Regions from separate parts of the Mus musculus genome. Here all the other regions are linked to region 2. The links are chromatin contacts, called in public HiChIP or PLAC-seq maps. All regions are on one chromosome and are shown on one strand. Each heading gives the region's core, a stretch centred on a gene start, on an enhancer-like site or on the middle of the called end of the contact. The rest is flanking DNA. Distances are from core to core; before and after follow the strand shown. Region 1 overlaps Bcl11b (B cell leukemia/lymphoma 11B). Region 2 has its middle 72 kb from the start of Gm52008. Region 3 overlaps Bcl11b (B cell leukemia/lymphoma 11B).

Region 1 (4,175 bases), core at 110-2,609, 760 kb after region 2:
CTAGTGACCCAAATAGTAGGGAAGCGCGGGCTATAGACCATAGATGGCCATACAAGGCCATGGGCTCAGTAAGCATGGAGAAGGCAGGACATTGTGACAAGGCAGACCAGAAGGGACGTATGCCACCCCAGGTTCCCCAACATAAGGCCGCCAAAGAACACTCAGTCCCTGGGCAGGTAGGTGGCCAGGGGTCTGTGCCAATATATCAACGGAGGTGGGGGGTGGGGTGGGGAGAACAATTCTGGCCAGGGATTTCTACCCTAAAGCAAGAGCTAGGCTAGCTCAGAAGGCGGCCAGGGGACCACACTGGTCAGTGAACAGCAACCTACCCAACCCCAGGTACACACCCGTCTAGATTCAAGCCTGGTGGTAACAAGCTGAAGAATGCACCAGCATCACCATTATCTACCTCATGGTCCATATGAGGTGTCTCTTCCCCAGTTAGAGATGAGGAACCTCTAGGGCTCAGAGGGGTGAAGTAATGAGCCTAAGACCACACACAGCTGGAAACTGCTGGGTTGTTACTAATAGATTTGCTCACTGGGAAATGAGCGACCTACTCTTAGCCCAGAATAGGACTTCTCAATCTTCCTGGTGCTGAGACCTTCTAATACAGTCCCTCATGTTGTGGTGACCCCACCACCACCACCATAATATTATTTTGTTGTTACTTCATAACTATAATCTTGGTAATTATGAATCATAATGTAAATATCTGATATAAGACTGGGGGGGTGAGGTCACGACCCACAGGTTGAGAACCACCGCTCTAGATCAATGTGTTTGCCTTTAGATGGTGCCGGTGGCTGGCTGGACCCTCCCCTCTGCGTTCTGTTCAAGGCACCGGAAGTATGAGCATCAGAAGTAAGAGCATCGCTGTTGATGATGGGTCTCAGGACTCCCCTCCCTTGAACTCTGTGCTCTGGCATCTCCTCCACGGTGCTTTGTGGGGTGGGAGAGGTCTCTGTCCCCGTCACTGTGAGGCTCTGACTCTCCACAGACCTCCTGATGACATCCAGGCTGCTGCTCGGCACAGCACAGTGCCCCCTGCCCACCAGGACCTACACATGGACAAAGGACCCCAGCGGGTGCCAGGGAGAAGCGGTGGCCTCACATATTCTCTCTCTCTCTTCTCTCTCTCTCCCTCTCTCTCTCTCTCTCTCTCTCTCTCACACACACACACACACACACACACACACACACACACACCCCAGAGCTCCTTGCTTGGCCTCCCATGAGATCCTTTACTCACTGAAGTAAAGCTACAGGAGTTTATTTTGGCTCTCGGTCAAAGGCATTCAGTCCGCCATGGTAGAAAAACATGATGCTATCACAGTCAGGAAGCAGAGATGAGTGTGGCTCTTAGCACCTTTCCCCTGTTTCATTCACTCCCAAGTCCTAGCCCACAGAACAGTGCTGCCAAATTCTAGATAGGTCTGACCTCCTAACTGAACCCTCTCTGAAAACACTCTCAGGCACACCCAGAGATGTGTCTCTCCTAGGGGACAGCAACCATGGTCTGGCTGACAGAGACAAACCATACCTCCTTGTGATCGATCCCCTTTCATCAAGGAGGGAACTTGGGGGGAGACTACTATTGTTATTTTTCCCTCTGTGGTAAACTCATCTAGAAAGGAGGGGCAGTAGTCTCCCGTCTCCACTGACCACCTGCCGGAGTTTCCATCAGAGAAAGCTATGGGTGGTAATTTAGAGATCTACCCAACACATACCTCAGGATAGAGAAGAGGACAAGCCTAGGCCTGCACCAGGAAGACACCAATAAGTAGCTCCATCCTAGAAGAGAGCCTAAGAGGGCACCAGGGGAAGGCTAGGGGTTCACTAGGCAGAAGGGCAAGGGCCAGTCTCTTCCAGGCCCATGTAGCTCAAGGGGCCTGAGGAGAAGGGAGAGGTTGCCTCTAAGCTACTGGAACCCAAGTCTATCAACACTTATGGGCACAGGGCAACTGAGCCTGACAACCATAAGTCTAGAGCTAGGCATGACAAGCCTGCGTCTCAGTGTTGGGCCTGGGCTCTGCTTAGGGAAGAAGGCAGGCCAGAGCCTCTAAGGCACCAGCAAGCCAGCACCTCCCACTCAAGGGCTCTAGGGAAAGGGCAGCTCCTGAGGCACTGTTCCCAGGCAGGGCCCACTCCTGATCACCTCTACCCTCACTGGCCAATGCCTGCGCCACTCTGACAGAATAAATGACAGCCTCTTCAAGCCCCTACTAGGCCAGGGACGGTATGAGGCTGGGCCCAGCCATGCCTTATCTCACGAACCACTCCCCGGTCTCCACAGGCTCTGTTCTTGTGTCTGCGGCCTTAGAGGGCACAGGCTCAGCCTCGACAGAGAGAGAAGCTCCCAGCATGAGACCTCCCTGCATCTCACAGATGCCTTTCCGGCAGCTGATAATGTGGGTCTAGGATGAGAAGAGACTGCAGCGTCCATGGGTTTCCTTTCTCAACGTTTGGGTCAATGAGGTTAATGGAAGAGGGCGTGCACCCTGGAATCCCGAGGACCAAGGCGGGGAAGATGGGTTCTTTGCTGGCGCATTCATTGAGCAAGAGTTTCCCAGGCACCGGCTCTGCCCTGGACACTGGGGGATGCAGGAGAAGACCCTGACACAGCAGTTCATCCACTCATCCGGTGCTTGTTTGATGTTGGCTACTGCACAAATGCCTGCTGACTGCATCTTTGGATCGGGTAATGAATTGGGTGGGGGACATTAGGAAAGGGAACACCCCCCCCCCCAAACAAGGCACCTGTAAGACATTGAGATAGGAAAAGATAGAGAGCTATGGGGCAAGGAAGGAAGCAGGCTCTACCTGCCGTGTAACTAATCCTACTTGAGCACGTCAAACCCCTGGATGTCAGCAGCATCCAGAAAGCCTTAGTGCCTCCCGTTCCTCACCTCTACAGATGGAAAGGGTAAGGGGTTCTGAAATGAAGGGAGATGGCAGCGAGTCTGGAAATCCTGTGACCATCACCTCCCCCTCTGGCTGGCCACATCTGAGCTCATCCTGTCTGCAAAACCCAATAGCTGTGAGTGAGGTGGGCTAACCAGAGGGAAGACTCAAAAAAGGGGGACCTCGGAACTCGGCGCATCCACATAGAATGCACAGTCCCACACAGTGCTCCTGGGACTCTCTGCTAGCATAACACAGTGACCCACCACCAGCTGCCGAGCCCACAGACGGTTGAATAAATCCCTTAGCTGCCAGGGAGGCCCAGAACTTGACAAGAGTCTAGAAGCTTTCTCTTTTTCTGCCACACACAGGCGGAGACCTAAAGGAACACTTTAAACAGAACTGAGGTTCAACGGGTCCCCGAGGATGACTACGGAAGAATGCCAGCATCTCACATTCAAAATGTCAAAGCCGTGAGGACCCCGAAAACCTAGCCACCTACGGCCACGGAAGACAAGCACAGTTTCCAGGTCCGAAGCCCAGATGAAGCCCACTGCGTGTGGTCAGTGTGCTGTAGCCTCTGCCCTCGTTGAGAGCACGTTGGGACAGGTGTGCTAGGCCGCAGATCACCTGCCCACGGGCCTGGTCACATGACCGCTGCAGGCAGGTACCATTCTGATTGCTTCCCAGCTTCTTCTCTTGGGGCAGGGACAGAGCAGACCCCAGGTAATCCAGAAAGCCTCCAAGGACCTTGCTGGTGGCCCAGGGAGCCACGAAGCTAGCTGTGACTGTGCTTTATCCTGGGCTAGTTCTTCAAAGCAGGGTGTCCGGAGGTTCTCAGCCCCTAACAACCAACTTCCTGGGACCCCCAGTGACTGAGTCGCCTTCTCTTTAGGGATCCCACTTCTAGCAGGTATATGCAACCCAAGGCCCTTGGACAGCACAGGACCAAGGGTAGTTAGTTATGAATGCCACCCAACCCAAAGCATTCTGAACTTAAAGTATTCTAAGACTTCTGCAGGGCATGGCGATGCATGCCTTTAATCCCAGCACTTGGGAGGCAGAGACAGATGGATCTCTGAGTTCAAGGCCAGCCTGATCTACATAGTGAGTCCCTAGCTACATAGTGTAGCCAGGGCTACATAGAGAAACCCTGTCTCCAAAACACACACACAAAAAAACCAACAACGAACAAGACAAAACAAACAAACAAACAAACTCATGAGATTTTTGTGAGTGTGGTTTTTCATATAACTCAGTTTGCAACTCCT
Region 2 (4,302 bases), core at 1,088-3,587:
ACCCAACTGAAGCCAGGCTGGTTCACACAGGGATTGAGGGCTTTGGTGTCCCCCCAGCTTAGTTTACCCATCCCTCATGACAACCCAAATAGCGCTGCATATTCAATACCAACACTCAGCCCTGAAAGTTGCTGTCCTCAAGTGGCAATCTCACAGGGGCTCCTGGGGCCGCCTGCCATGTTGTCATCTCCCCTCAGTGACCAGTGACCGTGCCTCCCATCTTCCATGTTGTGATTTCCCATGCTCCACTGGCCTGGGCTGGAGAGGCAGCTTGCTTCTGGGAAGCAGGTGTGTGGAAGTAAAGCAGGCCTGGAAGACAGCCAGTTTGGTAGCGTCCATCCCCGGGGGACCCCGAGGCTCCGAACATTAGCTGTCTCAACCGCTCCTCGTGGGGACTGAAGGGCCAGGCCTGCCCATCCCTGTCCAGATGTTTGGGCAGGTTGCCAGGATGTGTGCAGAAAACTGCCATTCATTTAACTAAGGTGTAATAAGCATTAATGAAGCCTCCGTTCTTGGTGTTTTGTTTAGTTTACAAAAATGTCTCAGATCACAGGTGACTTTGGGGAGAAGTGTCCTGTGATGTGTCCCTGGGTACCACCCCACAGATACCAGCACTCCTTTGATTGATGGCCTCTAGGAGACCGGGAATAATCCCTGAGCATCTCTGGTGTCTGGGCTGCCTTTTGTTTCACAGAGAAAGCCAATCTATGTGGCCTGGGAAGGTGTCAACCCCAGATACTCCATTTTACCCATCCTGACTACGGCCTTGGGCGAGCCTCATAGTTCATCGCACTTCTCCATTTACAAAGGGTAAACTGAAGCTTGCCTTTGATAAAAACCTACAGAGCCAGAGAATGTCTGTAGGTCCAGAGCTCCAGTAGCACAGGCTGGGCCTTGCACAGTCTTGGCCTTCCAGACTGAAGTTCCCTACCGGGCTGAGGATGTCTCAAGAATTACATAGCTGCCCCACCGTAGAAGGAAGAGGTGGGGGCAGGCTGTGTGAAGGGCACCAGAATGAAACTTGAAAGGAGACCGAACAGAAACTCGAAACAAGGTGAGCTGGCTGCTGCGTCCTGGCCTGGAGGAAGCCGTGGGCCGCAAGCTTGAGACCTAGGGCTAGAGGCCTGGCCAGCACCTTTGATGGGGCCAGCCATGGGCCTGGCTCAGCAGTTCCTCCCCACTCACCTCGGAACCAACGAAGCGCGGGTTGGATTTCGTGAGAAGTGTGTGAACACCCAGCTCAAAGTGAAAGAGCAGGCCGAGAGATTCACACAGCCTGAAACCAAACCGGGAAACAAAGGCACAGACTATGTATGCCCGCCAGCTCTCCCACCCGCTTGCCCTGCCTGCTATCCACGACCACCCTCCAGCTAACCTTGAATCTAGATGTCCCGAAAGGCAGGATGGGGCACTGCAAGCAACACTGGGTTCCTAGAACTGGCTAGAATTCTAGATCTATCTTTTCGTGCCTTACATCTTGGGATTAGTGGTAGTACATCTCTGAGCTTCTTGATGAGGCTGCTAATCGCAATGTCAGTGTGTGAGAAAATGGCTGTCCCCTCTATGTTCCCAAGCATCCTTTAACTCTCCTCAGGGTCAATTTTAACCCTTCGTCTGACAATAACATTGAAACGTCTGTCTCTTCATTTCTTTCACTTTGCCTTTTTTTTTTTTTCCGGAAACAGAATTTCTCTAGGTAATTCAAATTTGCATTGAATTTACAATCCTGTCTTCCCGGCACCAGGGCTGTGTGATAGGCAAGTCTGGCCACGCACAGTTTGGTACCTTCAATTTTCCAAAAGCTCTGTTGAGATATTTCACAGGTTCTAAGACTCACTATTGCCAAGTATGCTCACTTCGGGTTTTAGGGAGGAAAGCAGATGCAGGAAGAGGCAGAGATCCTATGCTGGGCCTCAGGGATGAAGAACCATCTCTGGGGTCACACCCCTCCGTTACAGGCACATAGCTCACCAGTGTGTGTGTGTGTGTGTGTGTGTGTGTGTGTGTGTGTGTGTGTGTAAATCAGCAAAACTTTAATATTTCCCAAAGCTCACGGAGGGAAACCTTCAGCTTTCCCTTGCCCTAAGCATTTGCAATGAAACCCCTGACTCCGTTTCCCAGGACGCAGGCGACCTCCAAGGATGCCACCCACTTGTCACTTCTGCTTTTTGCTTTGTTTTTGGCCGCTTCATATGTGCAGACAATATGTTGTGATTGTATTTGCCCCATCACCCTCTCAAAGCCGCCCACCCCCTTTCCCTCTCAACCCCTCCCTGGAGGCTACACCATTAGACAAATGAGAGCCTCTCTTATAGCACCAATCAGCAGCCTTCGGCTTCTCAGGAAGGGGCGGGGCTCCAACACTGTGCTAAGTCGAAGGACCCAACCTGTGCAGGGGTCCTTAGCTGCTGCGCACACATGGTGCAAAGATTACACTGTATCCAAACAGCCGCATTTTCTCACAACGCTCTTCTCTGTCCTCCTGCTCTTTCCCTTCTGTGCCATTTTCTGGGCTTTGAGGTAAGAAGCGGCTTCAGGTAAATGAGCGACGCGTGTTCCAATCCTTGGAGCCTCTCTCTGCCTTGCCCAGCTTGACTACGTTCTCTTTCACGGGTCTCATCCCTCTCCCCACGTGTCTGACTCCTTCCTTTGCTCCTGGACCCCAATGAAACCTAGCCGCCTCAGAGTCCCTCGGGCTGCGAGCTGTGAGCGATTTGGTGATCTCTAGCCCCTCTCAAAGCGCCCAACTCCCCCTGAATCTTCAGAAGGATTTCTGCCTTCATGTTCCCTCCACCAATCCCCTCAGCAGAATATGAACCCCAGGAATGAGATGAACCGGGTCCTTCTTCCCCCTCTGCCTGAGAGAGAGGGGCCCTGAGAGTTTGTACGATGGAGATGATGCATAGTCTCTTCTCGGTTCTGAGTCCTTTATCCCACGTTCCCTGGTGATGTACCCCAAATACCTCTGAGCTTCTCTCCGCTTCCCTGAAAGCTGGGGAGGCACCTTGCTTGGGACAGTACACATGGTCATCAGGTACTGACAGCTGGTTGCCTGTCAGTTGAAAAATCATCCATCTGCCTTCCTCTTCCCTTTTCAGGACACTGAGAGATGGTCTGAGATGTAAAATTAGCCCTGTAACAAGAGATGAGTCTTCCTAAAAGTCAGATGATCATGCCAGAACCCTTTGACTGGGGACCAATGGAAACGGTCCATGACCCCAGTGTAGCCTGTGGGCCCTTGTCACTGTGGCAACAGTAGGGGAAAATATCATTCAGGTCTTATTGTTAGTCTCCTTGCAAATTGTCTGAACAACTTTTTATATTGTCTTAGAAACGTGCAGTGCTGTGTGCTTGTGTTCTTTGTTCTTGACTCTTTCCTTTTTAGCACTCAAAGGAAGCCTACTCGAAACAAACTGAGGGCAATCTGCCAGTTTCTCTAACCCTGAAAGAAGAGAGACAGAAAACACACACACACACACACACACACACACACAGAGAGAGAGAGAGAGAGAGAGAGAGTCAGGCAGGCAGGCATGGTTAAAAGGCAGGCAGCCGCTTTCCCCAGTCCTATCTCTGTGCATCAGAGATGCAGGTGAGGAACCAGGGCTGTAGATAGATGTTCATGGTCCCTCTGGATCTGTAGAAGTCATTGAGAAACAAGCCTGGGGTCAGCTGCAAAGATGAGAGCATGGCTCTGGGCGGGCTCCATCCTCAGGACCAAGCTGCACCAAGTACAGGAAGCTGGTTCTGAAATCAGTGGTCTCGTCTCCTCGAGGATGAGCTGGGAACTCCCTCTCTTCTGAGCATGCCTGGTTGGTCACAGTTGGCAACAGCATGGAAATGTCAAAAGAGCCCTGTTTGGAATTGTGACTACTTTGGTTTGATTATAGCCTTGCCCCTTGCTCAGGACTGGAGGCTAGCTCAGCGTGTCAGTCTCTTTTTTCTTAAGCTATGGCATATCACATCTACACTTTGGTGAGTGAATCCAGGCTGAGCCATGAAAGGGTCCACCATGCTCATCTCAGACCAGGTCGCTGATAGATGGAAGGCAGCGTGACTGTCTCGACATTTGCTCTCATCTGTGGCCGTGGCCGTGCACAGCATGCTCATTGAGTGCCCTGTGTGTTTGATGTGAGCTCAGAGGCCTGAGACCAACCATGATTCCCGAAGCAGATGTTATTCATTTTCTGAATACATCAGTCTCACTATCACCCAGCACTGTTCAGCATACAGCCTGCCTCCCGCTCTCTGGGAGATAACTCTTTTGAAGCACTAGGAGAGACCGTTATTTAGGAGAGCTGG
Region 3 (4,157 bases), core at 1,509-4,008, 790 kb after region 2:
TGGTCAATAAGCCCAAGAATAGTTGCAGTACCAAAACAAGAGCAAAAAGCCACATCACAGCTGTCCTATGGGCCTCCTGCAAGTACAACCTGAGGCCAAACTTACCCATGGGAGGCCAGTGTTTGCCTCAAAGCCCACTGCATCGGACACTGTACTTGACCCTGTCCTCTAATGACCTTGAATCCCTGTGGGATTCGTCCCTTTAGACCGCGGAGAGCTCAAGGTCCTTGAAAGTCATCTCCAGGAAGGAGCACCTGCCACTCCACAGGGAGGAACTGAGACTCACGATCAAGCACTCTGCAGCATGAACGTGGCACGGTCTCCAGAGCCTGGCCATGCTCCCTTCCCACCTCTACAGCTGCAGCTGGAGTAAAGTGACCAGGGTACCCACCCTGTATCCAATGGCCACATGGGAATGGAGGAAGTCTGAGCGAGCAGCCTGGACCTCAGCCCATCCATTAGTGAAAGCGAGAGGCTTCTGATTCTACGAAAGGCCATAACTCAGCCAGCACCACACCTCATGGCTGCGAATGCCCACAGGAGCTCCTCACAGTCGACGCTGACGGGAAGAATGGCCGAGGATCAAAAAGGAAATCGCAAGCCTCCACGGCCTTCTAGAAGGACGCCCCTGGCCTGAACCAGGGTCTGTCAAGATGAAGTCACACACCCACACCAGGTGGTAACACTTGGGTTAGACAGGTGGCCACAGGCCCTCATTGGGTGTGAGACCCTCACTAACGGCTATCTGCTCCAAGGGCAGGAGGGGGTAGGGTCCCTGTAGAGCTTTTAGAGCAATCTCAGCCCCACTAGAAGTCCCCCCTAGACACAGCTTATCTCCAAGCTTTGCACGCAGAGGGAGCCTGAAATCCAACTCCTGCAAAAACCAAGAGAGAAGCCACCATGCTATAATGCCGTGGCGAGCTTCTGGTCAGCCAAACATCAGGAGACTGAGTAGTAATTACCAGGGGCTGGGGGGAGGGGAGACTGAGAACCAATAGGTTATGTGGTCTTCTGGGGGTGTGATCAATTAAACAGTAGTGATGGCTACGCAATCCCGTACATAAAAATCCAAAGCCACAAATGGAGCGAATTAAAATAAGTTTCACAATAGGTGCACCTTCATTTTAAAAGGAAATCAAAGGTGAGGGCCATGTCTCTAAGCCTGTCCCTGACCCACTTTGCAGCCTCAGCCTTCCACTGGAAGGGATGCCCGGCCTTGGATCTAGAACAGACAGCTCCTGAGATCTGCTAACAGACTGTACCTGACCCACTGAGAGATGTCAGCCTGTGGGGGAGGGGTGCAGAGACTGAAACAGAGACAAAGACAGAAAGACGGACAGAGACAGAAAAAAATGGGTTCAAATTCTTCCTAGGCCATTTCTTAGCCTGTGACCTCAAGTGGTCACTCTCTCTGTCTCAGTCACTGTGTGTGTGTGTGTGTGTGTGTGTGTGTGTGTGTGTGTGTGTGAGTGTGTGTGTGTGTGTGTGTGTGTGTGTGTGTTTGGTTTGTTTTTTTGGTTTTTTTTTTTTTTTTTTTTTGGTTATTCGAGACAGGGTTTCTCTGTATAGCCCTGGCTGTCCTGGAACTCACTTTGTAGACCAGGCTGGCCTCAAACTCAGAAATCTGCCTGCCTCTGCCTCCCAAGTGCTGGGATTAAAGGCGTGCGCCACCACACCTGGCTAGTCACTGTGTTTTTAAAGGGACTGTCAGGGCACTCTGCAGCCAGAGCCAGCCACCTAGTAAACGTGGCCACTACCATCCTTACATTTATTTCCAGACCTGGAACTTTCTGCCCTACCCCTCCCCAGTCCTCCTCACAGCTGGAAGCCTGCTCCAGCAAGGAAGACACCCTATAAGCCTCGCAGGATGCTTTTTTAAAAAGCTCTCTGTGGGGAAGTCAGCGCTGGAGCACTTTTCTAGTGTGCATGGGGACTTGGGTCCTGTTCCCAGAAGTTCCAGAAGTCCAGGGCCTGTGAGATGGCTCAGCAGCTGAGGGTTTTCCCCCAGGACCCGAGTAAAGGTGGGAAGGAAGAACTAACCCACACAACTGTCCTGACCTTCATTGTGTGCCACGGTTCACTGCACACACAGACGCAGCAAGAACACGCACACTACAATTTCACATCTTCTTTTAAAAGACACCTTTCTTTTGCAGTCTAAGCCAGTCCAAACAGACCCATACGTATCAAGGTATGTGGGGGAGGGATGTAGGCTCTAACTCAGCTTCTTGTAGGATCCGGACAGCTTAATGAAACCCTGGCTGCCTCAGTTTTATCATAAAAGTACATTTTAATTAGGGAAAAAGAAATAAAAAATTGATACTTGTATTATGCCATGCAAGCATAAAACATTCCTATGGGGTGGGGATATATTGCCCCTCTCAAAAAACGTGAAAACGGTGCTCCAAAGTCAAGGTCAGACTGACTTCTTGGTATTTAAGCCACCTACGAAGGAATATTCAAAAGGTCTCCCAAACCGGCCTCTGGTATGATGGCTAAAGTCCAAACAGAGGACAAGATCACTGTTGGTGCCCTCCTGGGGGTGAGGCACTTGAAGGGAGCTTGAAGCCCACCTCCCTTGCAAGCAGTCCCTGCAGATGCTGGGCTCCATGCCCTGCACATGCGCACTAAGCAGCAACACGCCCACCACCAGGAGCCTGTAGACACAAAAAATGCCTGGAACCGCCCAGCCCCGATTGAGGGAACCAAGCCTTCCCGGTGCAGCCTTCCCAGGGCCGCCACTCTGCAACTGGGAGGTGACAGATCCCATGTTCCTACCCCAAGAGGTGGCCTGGCACATACCGTACAGAAGTCTATTTTTCTCCCTACTGGTGCCTTTCAACGGATACATTTTTTTTTAAGGCGAGAACTCCTACTGATAGTGCAGAAATGAGTCAGAGATCAAAGAAGGAGACAGACATCCACGCCAGCGCGTGTGAGCGAGGGACTCTGGCGAGGGAACCTGACAGTCCCCGCGCCCCTTCCCCCCCTCGTGCCAAGACATTAATTCTCACAAGTCGGAGAAAATTACTATGCATGAATGCAAAAAGCATGATCAGGAGTAATTAACATGGCTTCATATGCAAATTTTATTAATGCAGAAGTACAAAGTCATTATGCAAATGAAACTTACGTCAACTCTCTTGACAAATATTCATCTCTCTGAGCTCAAGTTTCTCTTTTTTATTTATTTATTTAATTCTATTTCTTCCCTACCCCCTTTCTCCTTGTTTTTTTGGGTTGTTTTGTTTTGTTTTTTGGTGGGACTAGGGTGGACTGAGGAGGGAGGTTTGTGGTTCTGGTGTCCCGAGAGGGCCCAGCAAGCTACAAGGGCTGTTTGACAAGTTTGCTAAGTTGTTTTCAACCAGAGAAATTTATTCTTGCATTGTTGATTTTTTTTTTAAAGTTGTTGGCAGGTATAAGACAGCTCATAGGAGAAGGGAAATTTAAAAAAAAAAAAAAAAAAAAAAAAAGGTCTATGGGCAGCAGGCAGCCAATCAAAACGCCAGAGCCAGTAATGAGAGCGATTGATGGCTGTTTGGCTTTTACTGCGGGGTAATGAACTAGAATCCAGTCTGAGGAGGGGGGGAGAATATGAATATTCATGAGACTGTGCTCCTGCGTTTGATGATTAAAGAAATTTTTAATATTCAAATAAGCGCTTGCCAAGTGATTAACAAAGAACAAGCACGCAGAAATATGGAAATGGGAGCCGGGGAAGATTCGAGAGGCGAGCATACTGTGCGGGAAGGCAGCCCCGGATTTCGTAAACAAGATAGGCAGATAACCCAATTCGCACGCAGGCAAATAAAAACATTTGTTTCTGATCACTTAAATATTTTGCCAGCTACTTTGTCTTAAGGATGATAAAAAAATGCTGTGTATTAAGAGGGTAGAGGAAAAATAACATGGAACCAGACGCATTGCTCATATTTAAGAGTCATTATCCTGACTCTAACCCGCCTCCTCCCAGCCCGACAGGAAATTAAGATTCTTTTTCCGGTTTGGTAGAGAGAGAAGATGGAGGTGAGGGCAGATTAGACTTGAAAAGCATGATGCCCCGTGGTGGTACCATGTAGATAGGCACAAATCATAATACGAAGCTTCTGGTCTGTTCCAGAGGCCCAAGAATTGGGGGACCGTGCCACATAGGGATG

The links. HiChIP or PLAC-seq counts read pairs in DNA pulled down with a chosen protein or histone mark.
Region 1: an H3K27ac HiChIP or PLAC-seq map of regulatory T cells shows a contact between it and region 2, with 9 times the contacts expected there. The contact joins two enhancer-like sites. A contact is called at or near these places in 3 of 484 Hi-C or Micro-C datasets (CD8 central memory T cells, cortical neurons and regulatory T cells) and 4 of 115 datasets of contacts at active chromatin or transcription factors (astrocytes, embryonic basal ganglia, regulatory T cells and 1 more).
Region 3: an H3K27ac HiChIP or PLAC-seq map of thymic regulatory T cells shows a contact between it and region 2, with 9 times the contacts expected there. The contact joins two enhancer-like sites. A contact is called at or near these places in 4 of 115 datasets of contacts at active chromatin or transcription factors (double positive thymocytes, embryonic basal ganglia, stem cell-derived neural progenitor cells and 1 more) and 1 of 9 other capture datasets (embryonic stem cells).

The regions. Positions count from the first base shown.
Region 1 is chr12:107,940,107-107,944,281 of GRCm38.p6, forward strand. The region is part of intron 3 of Bcl11b (B cell leukemia/lymphoma 11B); the gene reads right to left. Among named protein-coding and RNA genes, the nearest start is that of Bcl11b, 61 kb to the right of the region's middle. Within about 2 kb of position 1,360, at least 15 of the 459 cell types and tissues checked have an H3K27ac peak or open chromatin away from gene starts, as enhancers often do. A contact at or near this core is called in regulatory T cells, where this site is marked.
Region 2 is chr12:107,181,159-107,185,460 of GRCm38.p6, forward strand. No RefSeq gene overlaps it. Among named protein-coding and RNA genes, the nearest start is that of Gm52008, 72 kb to the left of the region's middle. Within about 2 kb of position 2,338, at least 39 of the 459 cell types and tissues checked have an H3K27ac peak or open chromatin away from gene starts, as enhancers often do. A contact at or near this core is called in regulatory T cells and thymic regulatory T cells, where this site is marked.
Region 3 is chr12:107,967,268-107,971,424 of GRCm38.p6, forward strand. The region is part of intron 2 of Bcl11b (B cell leukemia/lymphoma 11B); the gene reads right to left. Among named protein-coding and RNA genes, the nearest start is that of Bcl11b, 34 kb to the right of the region's middle. Within about 2 kb of position 2,759, at least 39 of the 459 cell types and tissues checked have an H3K27ac peak or open chromatin away from gene starts, as enhancers often do. A contact at or near this core is called in thymic regulatory T cells, where this site is marked.